2 separate regions of the Mus musculus genome follow, and region 2 is linked to region 1. Evidence: chromatin contacts called from public HiChIP or PLAC-seq data. All regions are on one chromosome and are shown on one strand. The core of a region is the stretch at or near the end of the contact, and the rest is flanking DNA. Distances in the headings are between cores, read along the strand shown. Region 1 overlaps Lmtk3 (lemur tyrosine kinase 3). Region 2 overlaps Nomo1 (nodal modulator 1).

The links. HiChIP or PLAC-seq counts read pairs in DNA pulled down with a chosen protein or histone mark.
Region 2: an H3K27ac HiChIP or PLAC-seq map of embryonic stem cells shows a contact between it and region 1, with 5 read pairs. The contact joins two enhancer-like sites.

Annotation. Positions count from the first base shown.
Region 1 is chr7:45,798,223-45,804,285 of GRCm38.p6, forward strand. Lmtk3 (lemur tyrosine kinase 3) reads left to right here. Exons shown (of 15, transcript NM_001290990.2): 12 at 1-371; 13 at 2,214-2,349; 14 at 2,690-2,827; 15 at 5,410-5,922. The coding sequence ends at 5,426. Among named protein-coding and RNA genes, the nearest start is that of Cyth2, 13 kb to the right of the region's middle. Within about 2 kb of position 2,464, at least 142 of the 459 cell types and tissues checked have an H3K27ac peak or open chromatin away from gene starts, as enhancers often do. A contact at or near this core is called in embryonic stem cells, where this site is marked.
Region 2 is chr7:46,081,352-46,087,414 of GRCm38.p6, forward strand. Nomo1 (nodal modulator 1) reads left to right here. Exons shown (of 31, transcript NM_153057.4): 29 at 44-163; 30 at 1,884-1,976; 31 at 2,252-2,861. The coding sequence ends at 2,383. Among named protein-coding and RNA genes, the nearest start is that of Kcnj11, 16 kb to the right of the region's middle. Within about 2 kb of position 3,745, at least 39 of the 459 cell types and tissues checked have an H3K27ac peak or open chromatin away from gene starts, as enhancers often do. A contact at or near this core is called in embryonic stem cells, where this site is marked.

The DNA of each region.
Region 1 (6,063 bases), core at 1,214-3,713:
CGCTCCCACCGCTCACGCTCACGCCGTTCCCGGGCCCGGGCCCGCGGCGGCCACCTTGGGAGGGCGCGGACGCAGGGGCAGCTGGCGGGGAGGCCGGCGGGGCGGGGGCGCCGGGGCCAGCGGAGGAGGACGGGGAGGACGAGGACGAGGACGAGGAGGACGAGGAGGCAGCGGGCTCTCGGGATCCCGGGAGGACGCGGGAAGCCCCAGTGCCCGTCGTGGTGAGCAGCGCCGACGGGGACACGGTCCGCCCGCTGCGGGGGCTGCTCAAGTCTCCACGCGCGGCCGACGAGCCAGAGGACAGCGAGCTGGAGAGGAAGCGCAAGATGGTCTCCTTCCACGGGGACGTGACCGTCTACCTCTTCGACCAGGTGAGGGGGCTACACTTAGTGCACGTAGCACCCGGACTGCAGGGAGATGGACCTCCGGGTGGTCCAGGTGAAGGGGGCGGGCCCAGAGGGATTTACGTGTTCTAGTGCCCTGGGTAGCCGGCTCAGTGGGTGGAGCCTGGAAGGAAGTGGCGGCAAGTGGGCGGGGCCTGGGGCAGCGGCCGGGGTGGGGGTGGGGGGCACTGGACGGGGTGAACGGGCATAGCAGGAGTAGAACCAGGAATGGGATAGGGGCTTTTGCTACGAAAGGGCCGGGAAATCAAGGAGAGACCCGAGGAGTGTTGGTGGGTTTAGAAGGCTGTCAGGTAGAAGAAGCCTAGACAGGCTAGGAATAAAATTAGAGACTACTCAAGAGAATGGTTGCAGAGCCTGGGTCTGCTGAGGGCGAAACCTAGTGCTTTGGGGCCTGGTTTTATCGACAACAATCTTGTGGAGTTGACTCTAATATGTGCCTATGTATATTCTTGAGTGGGGGTGTCCCCAATAAGCTTCAAAAGCTTTGCGTGGCCCTGTCAGTGGGTGGAGGGAGGTGTTTGATGTGGGTGCTGGGCAGCAAACTCTGGTAGGCAGGAAAAGGCCTACACCTTAGCCTCTAAGCATCTCCAGCCTCCCGGGGCTGGGCTTTAAGTGGGGCGGATCTCATCACGTGGAGCTTTAATATGGAGTGAGTTTGGCTTGGTCGCCTAGATCAGTAATCTTTGCTCTCAGGAGGCAGAGTCGAGACAATCTATAATTAATGTAATCTGAATAGTTCAGGGCAGCTAGAGCTACATACCGAAACTCTGTCTCAAACAGACAAATAATCAACTTACCAAAGTCATCTGGACCTGAAATCCCCATATTTAAAAAAAAAAAAAGAGGTTTATTGCCTGAGCCTTGCTATGTAAACCTGGGGTGAGACTGTTTGAGGCCAGGTTGTGAGATAGTTGAAAACAGGGTCAGGTGCAGTGTTCAGAGTCATGAGACCAAAGGATTCCAAAATGGGATGGGACTTTTTTTTTTTTTTTTTTTTTGAGACAGGGTTTCTCTGTATAGCCCTGGCTATCCTGGAACTCACTTTGTAGACCAGGCTGGCCTCGAACTCAGAAATCCGCCTGCCTCTGCCTCCCAAATGCTGGGATTAAAGGCGTGCGCTACCACTGCCTGGCCCAAATGGGACTTTTCAATTTTGTTTGTTTGTTTGAGACAGGATTTCTTTGTATAGCTCTGGCTGTCCTGGAACTTTGTAGAGAAGGGTGGCCTAGAACTCGGAGACCCATGTGCATCTTGGTTTCTCTGTATAACCCTAACTGTCCTGGAACTCACTTTGTACACCAGGCTGGTCTCAAACTTAAGAGACCCACCTGACCCTGTCTCCTGAGCGCTGGAATTAAGGGGGTCCCCACCTTGCCAGACTCAAGGTGGGACTTTGAGAGTTTGAGTGGGACTGGGATAATTGTCCCTTGGTGCGTGGCTGGAGTTAGAGGTTGGGAGGCTACAGGACCAGGCTGTTAGCTCCAAGACATAGGTTTGGATCTCTGCCGCCAAGATCTTGGAGGTGGTGCTGCGGGGTTTAGAACAGCGTCTTGCTCGCTGAATTTAGGAATTCCTGAGCTGGGTGGGGCTTTATAGTTAGGTAAGGAACAAAGACCAGGGTGAGATTAGAGCTTGTAGGAACTTTTGAAGGCAGATGAAAGTTCCATTAACTTCTCCATACAATACATCAGCAATTACAAAATGGGGTACTGAAAGCCCCAGCAATATCGTTGGGTTTTATTTAATTATTGAGATGCCGTGGTTGGGTGTGACAATACGTTTCCTATTCTTTTTCTCTTGTTTTCACAGGAGACTCCAACCAACGAGTTGAGCGTCCAGGGCACCCCCGAGGGGGACACGGAGCCATCAACTCCCCCAGCGCCCCCGACGCCTCCCCACCCCACCACCCCAGGAGATGGGTTTCCCAACAGCGACAGCGGCTTTGGTGAGGGGCGGAACCCAAGATTTGGGCTGCGGGAGGGCGGGGCTTGGGAGTGGAGGGAGTGGCCTTATTATGCAATGGGCGTGTCATGTGGGAAGGGCAGGGCTAAGGGTGACCTGGAAGAGAAGGATTGAATCTAGGAACCCATCCACTCTTTGTAGGCTGGAGCTGTACCGAGGGGCCTGGGCGGAGCTCAGGAAGGCAAGGGCTGGTTGAGGCGGGTGGGGGCGGAAAGGTATCTGAAGTGGGAGGAGGGATGGAGCCTTGCTGGAGGGTAGGGCTAAAGGCGGCCTTGTGCTGGTCTGCTAAGCTGGTGTATAAGTCTAGTTCACTTTCTCCCTAGGCGGCAGTTTCGAGTGGGCGGAGGATTTCCCCCTCCTCCCCCCGCCAGGCCCCCCCCTGTGCTTCTCCCGCTTCTCCGTCTCACCTGCACTGGAGACCCCGGGGCCTCCCGCCCGGGCTCCCGACGCCCGGCCCGCAGGTACAGTGCTTCCAGCAGGACCCTATCCCACCCCTCCCCAACCTGCCCTCCCTTACCTCGCTTCTCTCTCTCTCTTCCATTCACCCACTCAGTCACATTGACATCTCTCAGCTAAGACCAGTTGGTTCCCATTCACAGCCTTGGACAGTTACACCGGTCTCTGACCCTCAGTTGCTTCTTCAAGGATCCTTAAGTACACACTCCCTTGTCCATCTTTCCCATTTCTGAGCTCGGATACCTTGGTGGATCTCCATATCCTCTCCAAGGGCACTTAAAGCCAGGGGATATGGCAGACACCCAGAGAACAGGAATCACAGCAGCGAGCTCACAGTGACCTGACACATTGCTACTCGCTCAATTTCACTGCGATCCTTGCAGTGGATTTTAGTCCCACGGTTTTTACGGAAAGAACTGAGGCACTTAGAAAGGAGCATAGAGCCATAATTCCGGCCCGGCTGCTGGCCCTGGGTGCTGCCCTCTCGTGGTACGCGTCTATTGGGTCCTTGTGCAGATGGAAAATCAGTTCTCTCCTGCCCCCTGCTGGCCACCATGCTGAACGCCCAGGATGTGGGGAAGGAGCTGTTAGTTCCCCAGATCCTCTGAGTTTCAGGATTAACCCTGCCTTTTTTCAGTTGTGTGACGTTGGCCAGTCAGTGTCCCTTTCTGCCTTAGCATCCTCATCTGTAGAATGGGAATGAGAATGGATCCTGATCCTGAGTGTTATGAGGGTATAAGTGGCATAATCCCCCCTACACACACACACACACACACACACACACACACACACAGAGTCACACACACACACACACGCACACACTCACACACACGCACACACACTCACACTCACACACACGCACACACACACTCACGCACACGCAGTCATACACTCACACACTCGCACACACACAGTCACACACACACACACCACACACACACGCACATACACACACTCACACACACACACGCTCACACTCAACTCACTCACACACACTCTCACACACACTCGCACACACGATCATGCAGCCTGGAGCTCCTGTGATGGTGTGTGAACAGCTTGCACAACGGCTGGAGGCAGAAGAGTTTAGCTAGTTCAAGAACAGAAGACAGGCCTGGTGCTCCTCAGGGTTCAGAGTTGGGCCGCGGCTAAGTAAATGGGTCAAGTTATAAAGGACTTGGGGGCCGGGCATTGTGAACACCACTTGGGAGGCAGAGGCAGGTAGATCTGTGAGTTCAAGGCCAGCCTGGTCTACAGAGCAAGTTCCAGTACAGCCAGGGCTACACAGAGAAACTCTGTCTTGAAAAACCAAAATATACAATACTATACTATTTACTAATAGTAATAATTAGTAAATAAATAATAACAAATTTAGGAGAGCTTTGCCTACAGGGTCCTAGGGAACCATGAAGGCCAGTAAGCAGGGAAGGGCCTGGGGCCTGGGAATGGAAGCAAATAGAGGCTGGGTGCTTGAGGAGAGGCTAAGCCGGAGAGGTTTGTGAACTAAGCGCAAGAAGAGAGGAGGGGCAAGGCAGGGGCAGAGGAGGGGCGGTAGAGACAGGATTGGGACTACATCCCCATCTAACCTCAAATGTTACTTCCTGACACCTCCATCTCAGGACCCCTGTGAGCACAGGGCAGGGTGGGTCTAGGGTGTGGGGACATCAGCTAGATAGTGAGTCAGGATCAAGGCTGCTAGCAAGGTGACCTCACGCTTAGTCACCAGGAGTGGAGACGGAGGGCCCAGTGGTATGAAGTCCCAAATCCTTGCCTACTCACACAGATACTCCCGCTGGGCATGGGTGGGGAAACTTACACACGTTTGTCTCCCCAGACCACAGTGAGTGCCCCCTTGGCACTCTCATACCCTCTATTTGACACCAGGTCCTGAGTGAGGAACTCATCCTGTGTACTTTGAAAAGGAGTGGACCTCATTTTCCACTCAAGAAGGGCAGTGGGCTCTGGTGCCTCTGTGTAGCCAGACCTGGGCTGTCAGCACAGAAATGTAAACAGGGGAGGGTGGACCCCTCACCCCACGGGCCTTGGTGCTCTAGGTCCAGAGGATGAATCAGGCTGTGATGTGTGGCTGCTGGGACACACACTCACACACACTCAATTTGTTGGTGAAGACACTGTGTGACACAGGCCTAGGTACAGGCCCCATATTCCGCCTATGCAATAAAGGTGCGAGCAGTCGCCGGGCTCTTCCACAATAACTTATACTTAATAAATACTCAGTACCCGAGAGGAACACCTGAGAAAAAAAGAGAGGAAGCAAGTGATAACCCAGGATGTCTGAGGGTGACAGGGGACCCAGAATGGTTGTGGAAGGCCTCAAAAGAGGGGGCCTGAACCACTTAGGAAGAGCATTTTAGACACTAGGAACAGCAGATGCAAAAAGCCCCTGAAGTAGAACGGTATCTGGAACATTTGAGGGCAGTGTGCCTGGAGCAGAGGGCTGGATGAGGACAGAGAGGATAGGATGGTGCCGCTTCCTGGGCCTTTGCCTTGAGTTGGAAACCATAAGCCTGTCTCCCCTGACTCTGTCTCCCCTGATTCCCATCCTTTCTCTACTCTCTGTTCTCAGGCCCCGTGGAGAACTGACTCCCCAAAGACCCAGCCCCTTTGCATCCCAAGAAGAGGGCTTGCGAGCAGAATCTTGTGTGGACGATGGAGCCATTGCCCCTGACACTGACACAGCCTCTGGGGAGGTGCCTGAGGCTGGGCCCTCCCTCTCCTCCACCATGTGCCAAACAGGAGGCCCAGGCCCTCCACCCAGCCCCCCAGATGAGTCCCCTGATCCCCCTGACCCCCCCGACCCCCTTGGAGCCACATGAGGCAGGAAGCCCCATCGCTGGACAGCCACACGTCTTGGAACTGAACTGAACCGAACTCTTTTGGGCCCAGAGCCCCCTGGCACAGCAGAGGTCTCTCCTGGCCCCATGAGGGCCACTGGCTTCAGGAACCTGGCCCCCCCCCCCCATCTTGCGTCTCCCCTTCCCCCAAGCCTGGCCCCTGGAGGGGGCCTCTGATTCAAACCTTCGCGTGACATTTTCACATTATTTAAAAAAAAAAGACAAAAACAACTTTTGGAGGAAAATGGGGCCTGTGTGTATTTGGGGAGGTGGGAGGGAGGTGCCAGGAGTAGACACTGCATGAAAGTCCCTGTCCTTTCCTTATGGCCCTGAGGCAAGGCGCCCACGCAACAGTGGAGCTTGCTGGCCTCCCTTCCAGCGCATTG
Region 2 (6,063 bases), core at 2,495-4,994, 280 kb after region 1:
GTCCCCTGCTTTGCCTGAACTGTCTGTCCTCCTCCACCCACAGAACTATGTGGTGCTGCTGGACACCACGCTCCCCAGATCCCAGTACGACTACGTCCTGCCGCAAGTCTCTTTCACTGCAGTGGGCTACCACAAGCACATCACTCTGGTTTTCAGTCCCACGGTAAGTACGAGTGGGAAGTTAAAAAAAATCCTTAGATGGAGGCCGTGATCACAGCATCTCCTCCTGCCACATCACTTTCCCATGTTGGAGCTCCGTGGACACCTTTCTTCCTCTGTGCACTGACGCCTGCTGTTGGGCAACTAGTTGTGAGCAAGCAGAATGGTTTAGGTCACTGGCTTGGTGTTTGAGGAGGAGGGACACCGTTTCCCTTTAACCTGTGGCATTACATTCCTTCATGAGGAGGAACATTTAGCAATGCAGAGGACACGGGAGTGTGGAAGTGTCAGCAGGCATGAATAAACAGGAAGCAGGTGACAAGATGGCCGTGGGGAAAGACCCTGGTCAGTTTATCAGCCCCTGTAGTAGGCCCCTTCACTGCTGCCATCAAAAACCAGTGCGTTCCACATTCAGGAGATCATTTCAGTTGCCTCTGGAAGCTTGTGTGTGGTGGAACCACTATAAACTTAATAGAGATGTCTCTGGTGGAAGAGGTAGGGTCCAGGTCCAAGCTTAGGATCGTGGACTCTGAACATGGTTAGGGCCGAGAGTGGCACCCCAGAGACTGCCTTACAAAAGAGAAGCCATGCCATCGAGGTCACTCAGCAGGTAAGGGCACTCACCACCACGCCTGGTGACCTGAGTTCAGACCTGGAACTCCCACAAGTTATCCTCTGACCACACACACAGTGTAAAACATTCTTTTAGAAAAAGACAAGACTTACTTTGCAGCTATAGTTGCTCATTGCTTCTGGGGAAAGTAAGAATTTAATAAACGTTTCTTTGAGGTGTCTGTGGAGCACTAGGCTCCGTAGCTGTACTGTCTCGTATGGAGGCACCCTGTGTCTCAGTCTGTTCAGGCTGCTAAGAAGTCCACGGTAGAGCAGGTTACTTCAAGCAGCATCTGCTCCTCATGGTTCCGGCACCTGGGCTTGGCGAGTCCACCTGCAGATACAGTGGGGGAGTGCCAGCTCCACTCCGCTCCATCAATGGCCGTGCCTGGAGCCACAGGTGGCTGAACCAGCTCCTCTCAGCCGGACTTCAAAGGGTGCTGACCCCATTGATGAAGGATCTTCTCTCATTACTTAATCACCCTTCTGTCAGTATGTCATCTTAATTTCAGATGGGACAGGTCTCAATAGAGGAATTGGGGGAAGACAGTGTTCATAACCACATAGCACGGTGTATCCAGCTCGTTCCCAGGTGGTGCACACAGCTAGCTGCTTGCTTTTAGCTCTGGCATTCGGGCTTTTGAGTGGTTGTCAGTCTGTCTTTGGAACTGACGGTGGTGGGGGAGTTGCTGAGTCAAGAATCTGCAGAGCAGGGATGGAGCAGCACTGGTGTAGAGCCCTTGTCTAGCACACACAGAGCTCTGAGCTAGATCCCTAGCACACATCAGCCAGGCATGGGCACATTCCTTTAATCTCAGCACTGAGGAGGTAGGGCCAGGAGGGTCACAGGCTCAAGGTCGTCTCAGCCAGAGTGAGCTTATTTGTGATAGTAAGAGAATTCTAAGCCACTGGAGTCTCCTTGTGCCTGAATTCCAGATCTGAGTTTCAGGGCTTGGGTGATGCACACCCACACCCCAGTTAGCTTCTTTTTGGATATCAAGGGATTGTGGGTAACCTTGGGTGCCAGTGTGGGTGGCTGAGTGGGTTGAAGCTCTGGATGACAGTGGTCGATGAGTGATAACTTACAAGGAGTCATGGCTGTCTTGTTGCAGAGGAAGCTCCCTGAACAAGACATTGCGCAGGGGTCCTATATTGCCCTGCCTCTGACGCTGCTGCTCCTGTTGGCGGGCTACAACCATGACAAGGTAGGGAAGCCAAGGCCTCATGGGAAGTCGGGGGGCAGGAGATAGGCTATGGGAGGGTGCCCGGTGTCATGGAAGTTGTAGAAGGTTAAGGTTGGAGGAGACGAGGCAAATTCCTACATCTTCTTCCAGTGATGTCATTTCCAATCCTCAGGGAGGTGTTGCCTGTAGAGAGTCACAGCCTCTGTAAAACCTCTCTGCCAGCCTTCTGCAGGCCCGGGGCTCCCATAAGGGGATGCACGGCGCCTTCCAGGTGTTCATGGTCTCTCTCATTCCAGCTCATTCCTTTGCTGCTGCAGCTGACGAGTCGTCTTCAGGGAGTCAGAGCCCTTGGCCAGGCGGCCTCTGACAGCAGCGGCCCAGAAGACATGAAGAGACAAACCAAGAAACAGAAGACCAGACGCACGTGAGGAAGAAGGAGGCCCCGTCTCCTGCAGATGACACAGCCAGGGCTGCCGCCTGCCTGGGGACAAAGGCACATGCTCACTCACTTCAGGCAGGCCCTGGGCCCTGTCACCCTTGTGTTGGTGTCCTGCCTGTCTGTCCTCTCCTGTGTAGCCCTGTGGTGCAATGCGACGAATGGACCCTCCTGTCACCCTGCTGAACACAATTTATTTTCTGAGTTGAAGATAATTTATTATTATTATTTTTGTCAGAGAAGTATTTAAGCTGAGCTGGTGGCGTGAGAACATAATCTAATCTTCCACATTCGTTTGCAAGAAGAGTCCAGGAAACATGGCGTTGGTCTGCTGTGCCTTCTGGACTTTCCCCAAACCGCCCCCTGCACTCGAGGCCCGTGCCAGAAGCTGCAGCAACATCTGTCCCTCCCAGAAGGGTCTGTCAACAGCTGGATGAATAAAGTCAGCCACTCGTTTGTGTTGTAACTTGGCATAGTGTGGGGTGCATACAGAGCGGGTGGGCATTCAGCCCCAGCGACAGAGGCTGTGGGGACTGCCCTGTGTGGCACAGCCAACCTGTGGCTGAGCTCAGCTCACTGTGGTCCCTGGATGTACGTCCTGTATCTTAGAGAAGCCAGAAGAACTCTGTTGTGCTGGGCTTTAAAAGTATTTCACTTCTTGGGGAGGGGTGTCTGTCCGTCTGTGTATATCTGTGTCAACTGGCCACTTGACACGCATGTGGGTTTGCTTGCTGCACAGGGGAGGTGAGCCTCATGAGCCTCTGGAACAGATGAGACATAATCTATACGGTGTGTGGATATGGGTATCCATTCTAACTCTCCAAGTGACAGCACAGTGAACACCCCCCTTAAGTACTAATGGGGCGTTTAATTGACACTCTATAAAGGCTGAAAGCCTGTGGGAGACAACTAGATGTCAGTGGGCTCTGTCCCTCTGCAAAGGTAGCCATAGGACTTTGTGTATTCCAGGTGGCCGCCAGGTGGGCGTCGGGCTGTGAGAAGCTGCAGGACCCTGCGCCGGGGGTGGGGAAGCACAGGCTGAGGTCCCCGTGGAACTGCTGGAGTCAGGCTCTGACTCTTGGGCACCACAGATGCCTCTGGTTGCCGTGGAAGAGCTGGCTCTGGGGTCCCCGAGCCACACAGATAACAGGGACTGCAGGTTCTAGCTCTTGGATACCACAGATGCCAGTGGCGCAAGAGCTGAGGACAGAGTGGGGGCCTGTGGGGCCTCTGGCCCGGGGCCAAAGGGAAAAGGGCAGGAGGAAACCAGCTCCGGCTGGTTTCCGCAGGGAGGGGAGTCTTTGCCTTGCTTGGTCTGTGGCTTGGGTTGGTGTAGACAGTGACTGGGAGTGCTGAGAGGCCTTCCTGCGGGAGCTTAGATGCGCGGCTCTTTAGAGGAAGACCTGCTCCATTGCTCCAGCACAGCGGATCCTGACGAGAAGAGACAGTCTGTGGCCACGTGGAGAGAGTTGGGAAGGGAATGCCGAGAGAAGGGAAGCAAGAGGTCAGGAGAGAAGCAATCAGGAAGCAGGTGTAGAAGTAAGAGGAGGGGCAAGCAGCCCCGTTTATAGTGGGCCAGCTCACCTGGCTGTTGCCAGGTAACTGTGGGGGCGGAGTCCAGACAGATCACCAGGAGCTTGGGGTGTTGCCCTATGTGACTGATGGTCACAGAATTATGGATCTGGGGCCTCATGTCAGGAGCCTAGTTAGTGTCTGGGACCATGGCAAACAGGCCTTCTGTCCCTTGCAGAGTTATCTGCTGGGTGTCCGGGGTTTAAACCTAGTTCGACCAGAAAACAGGCTGCCTTTCACGGTCCCACACAAAGTGGGTGTACACCCTGTGCTCCAGTACTTGGCAGGTGGAGGAAGGAGGATAAGAAATTCAGGGTCATCCTCAGCTACATAATGAGCTTAAGGCCAGCTCGGGCTACATGAGAAAATGCCAAGAAAACAAGCCTAAGACATGACTAAGGAAGGATACCTCGAAACGCTTCCAGCTATAGCTCTTCAATCCAAGCTTCACGCTTTCCCCCTGGTCTCTCCTGTTACATGAGTGAGCACCCAAAGCCAGGAAGAACCAGTCCCTACAGGCCAGAGTAGCCTGAGAGAAGCGTTGGTCAAGCTCAGGGGACAAGGCTGCTTGTTACCGTGATGGTTAAGTGCTGTCAGCTTGATGGGATTTAGAATCGCCATGGAAACAAATGTTGGTCCACCTCTGAGGGATTTTCTAGATTAGGTTATCCATGTGGGAAGATGCACCTTAAGTGTGGGTGGTCCCAGACCACGGGCTAGGATTGGAGACTGTGATCTGAGCAGAGTCCACGTCTCTGACTCCTGACTGGGGACGTGGCAGGACCAACTGCTACACGCTCCTGCTATGCTTTCCCTCCATGGGGCTCCATATCCCATGAAGCACTGAGCTTAAGTACATAGCCTTTATAAAGTGTTTTCTATTAGCTTTGTTTGGTTTTTGTTGATAAGATAGAAACATGTGGATGTTTGTGGCCTCTTGGCTGCAGCGGGTACTGGAGGCAGACCAGGCTCAGGATGAGTCTCCTAGAATCCACATTGCCCTGGATAGTCTCCACTTCTGTATTAGTCAGGATCTTGGCTCTGCCGGGATCTTTCTGGGGCTGAGCGGGATGGTGAGCCCAAAAGAAACACAATGAGCGGGGAGACTTGTCGAAGCAGGAACTCAACTTTATGGTGTCAGCCTCTCCCTTATATAAGTTCAGAACATAGGGAGGGGGATTATTGGTGAGGTAAGATGACATAGGAGGCGGGGAAGGGTGATGGAGGATATGGGGTGACTGACAGGGCCAATGGCAAAGCTCTACCTCAGCAAAGGCGGGGCAGAGGCAGGGCCAAAACAGGTCTTGCTGAGTCACTGAAGTGACTGAGACAGGTCTCAAAACTCAAGCCAGGCTTAGGCTCTCCCACAAGGCTGCAGAAACTCGAGCCAGGCTCAGGTGTGTCCTCAAGGCCCAAACCAGGGTCAAAATGGGGCCCAACATTCTGGAGTGACAGAACTTCTGCAATGTTTCTATATATTAAGGGAATTTATTGTAATGACTTTCAGTCTGTAGGCCGACTGACCCAACAGTGGGCAGCTGCGGGTGGGAAGTCCAAGAATCTAGTAGTTGCTCAGCCCCACGAGGCCAGTTGTTTCAGCTGGTCTTCTGTAGAAGCTGGGATCCTGAAGAAGTAGGTTCCAGCAGATGTGCTGGCAGGTAAGTGCAAGCAGATGAAGAAGAGTGAGCCCTTCCTTCTCCCAAGGTCCTTACGTGGGCCTCCAGCTGAAGGTGCGGCTCAGAATAAAGCTGTGTGCCACCACGCCTGGATCTGGAACTTGCTTTGCCCCAGGCTGGCCTTGAATCAGATCTGCTTGCCTCAGTCTCCTGGGATTAAAGGGGTGCACGTACCCTGCCTGGGCCACTATGGCCACTATGTTTCATGGCCACTATGCCTCAAGATCTCCATGTCAAGATCTGGGTCAGAAGCCTGAGTCTTCCAGCCTCACGATCTGGATCATGGATACGCCCTCCACTTCTGGATTGTGGTTCATCCCAGATGCGGCCAAGCTGACAACCAGGAATAGCCGTTACAACACCCAAGAATGTGCATGGCCCCTGTGACCAGTAGAATGACAGAGGGGTGAGAGTAGCTATTTCT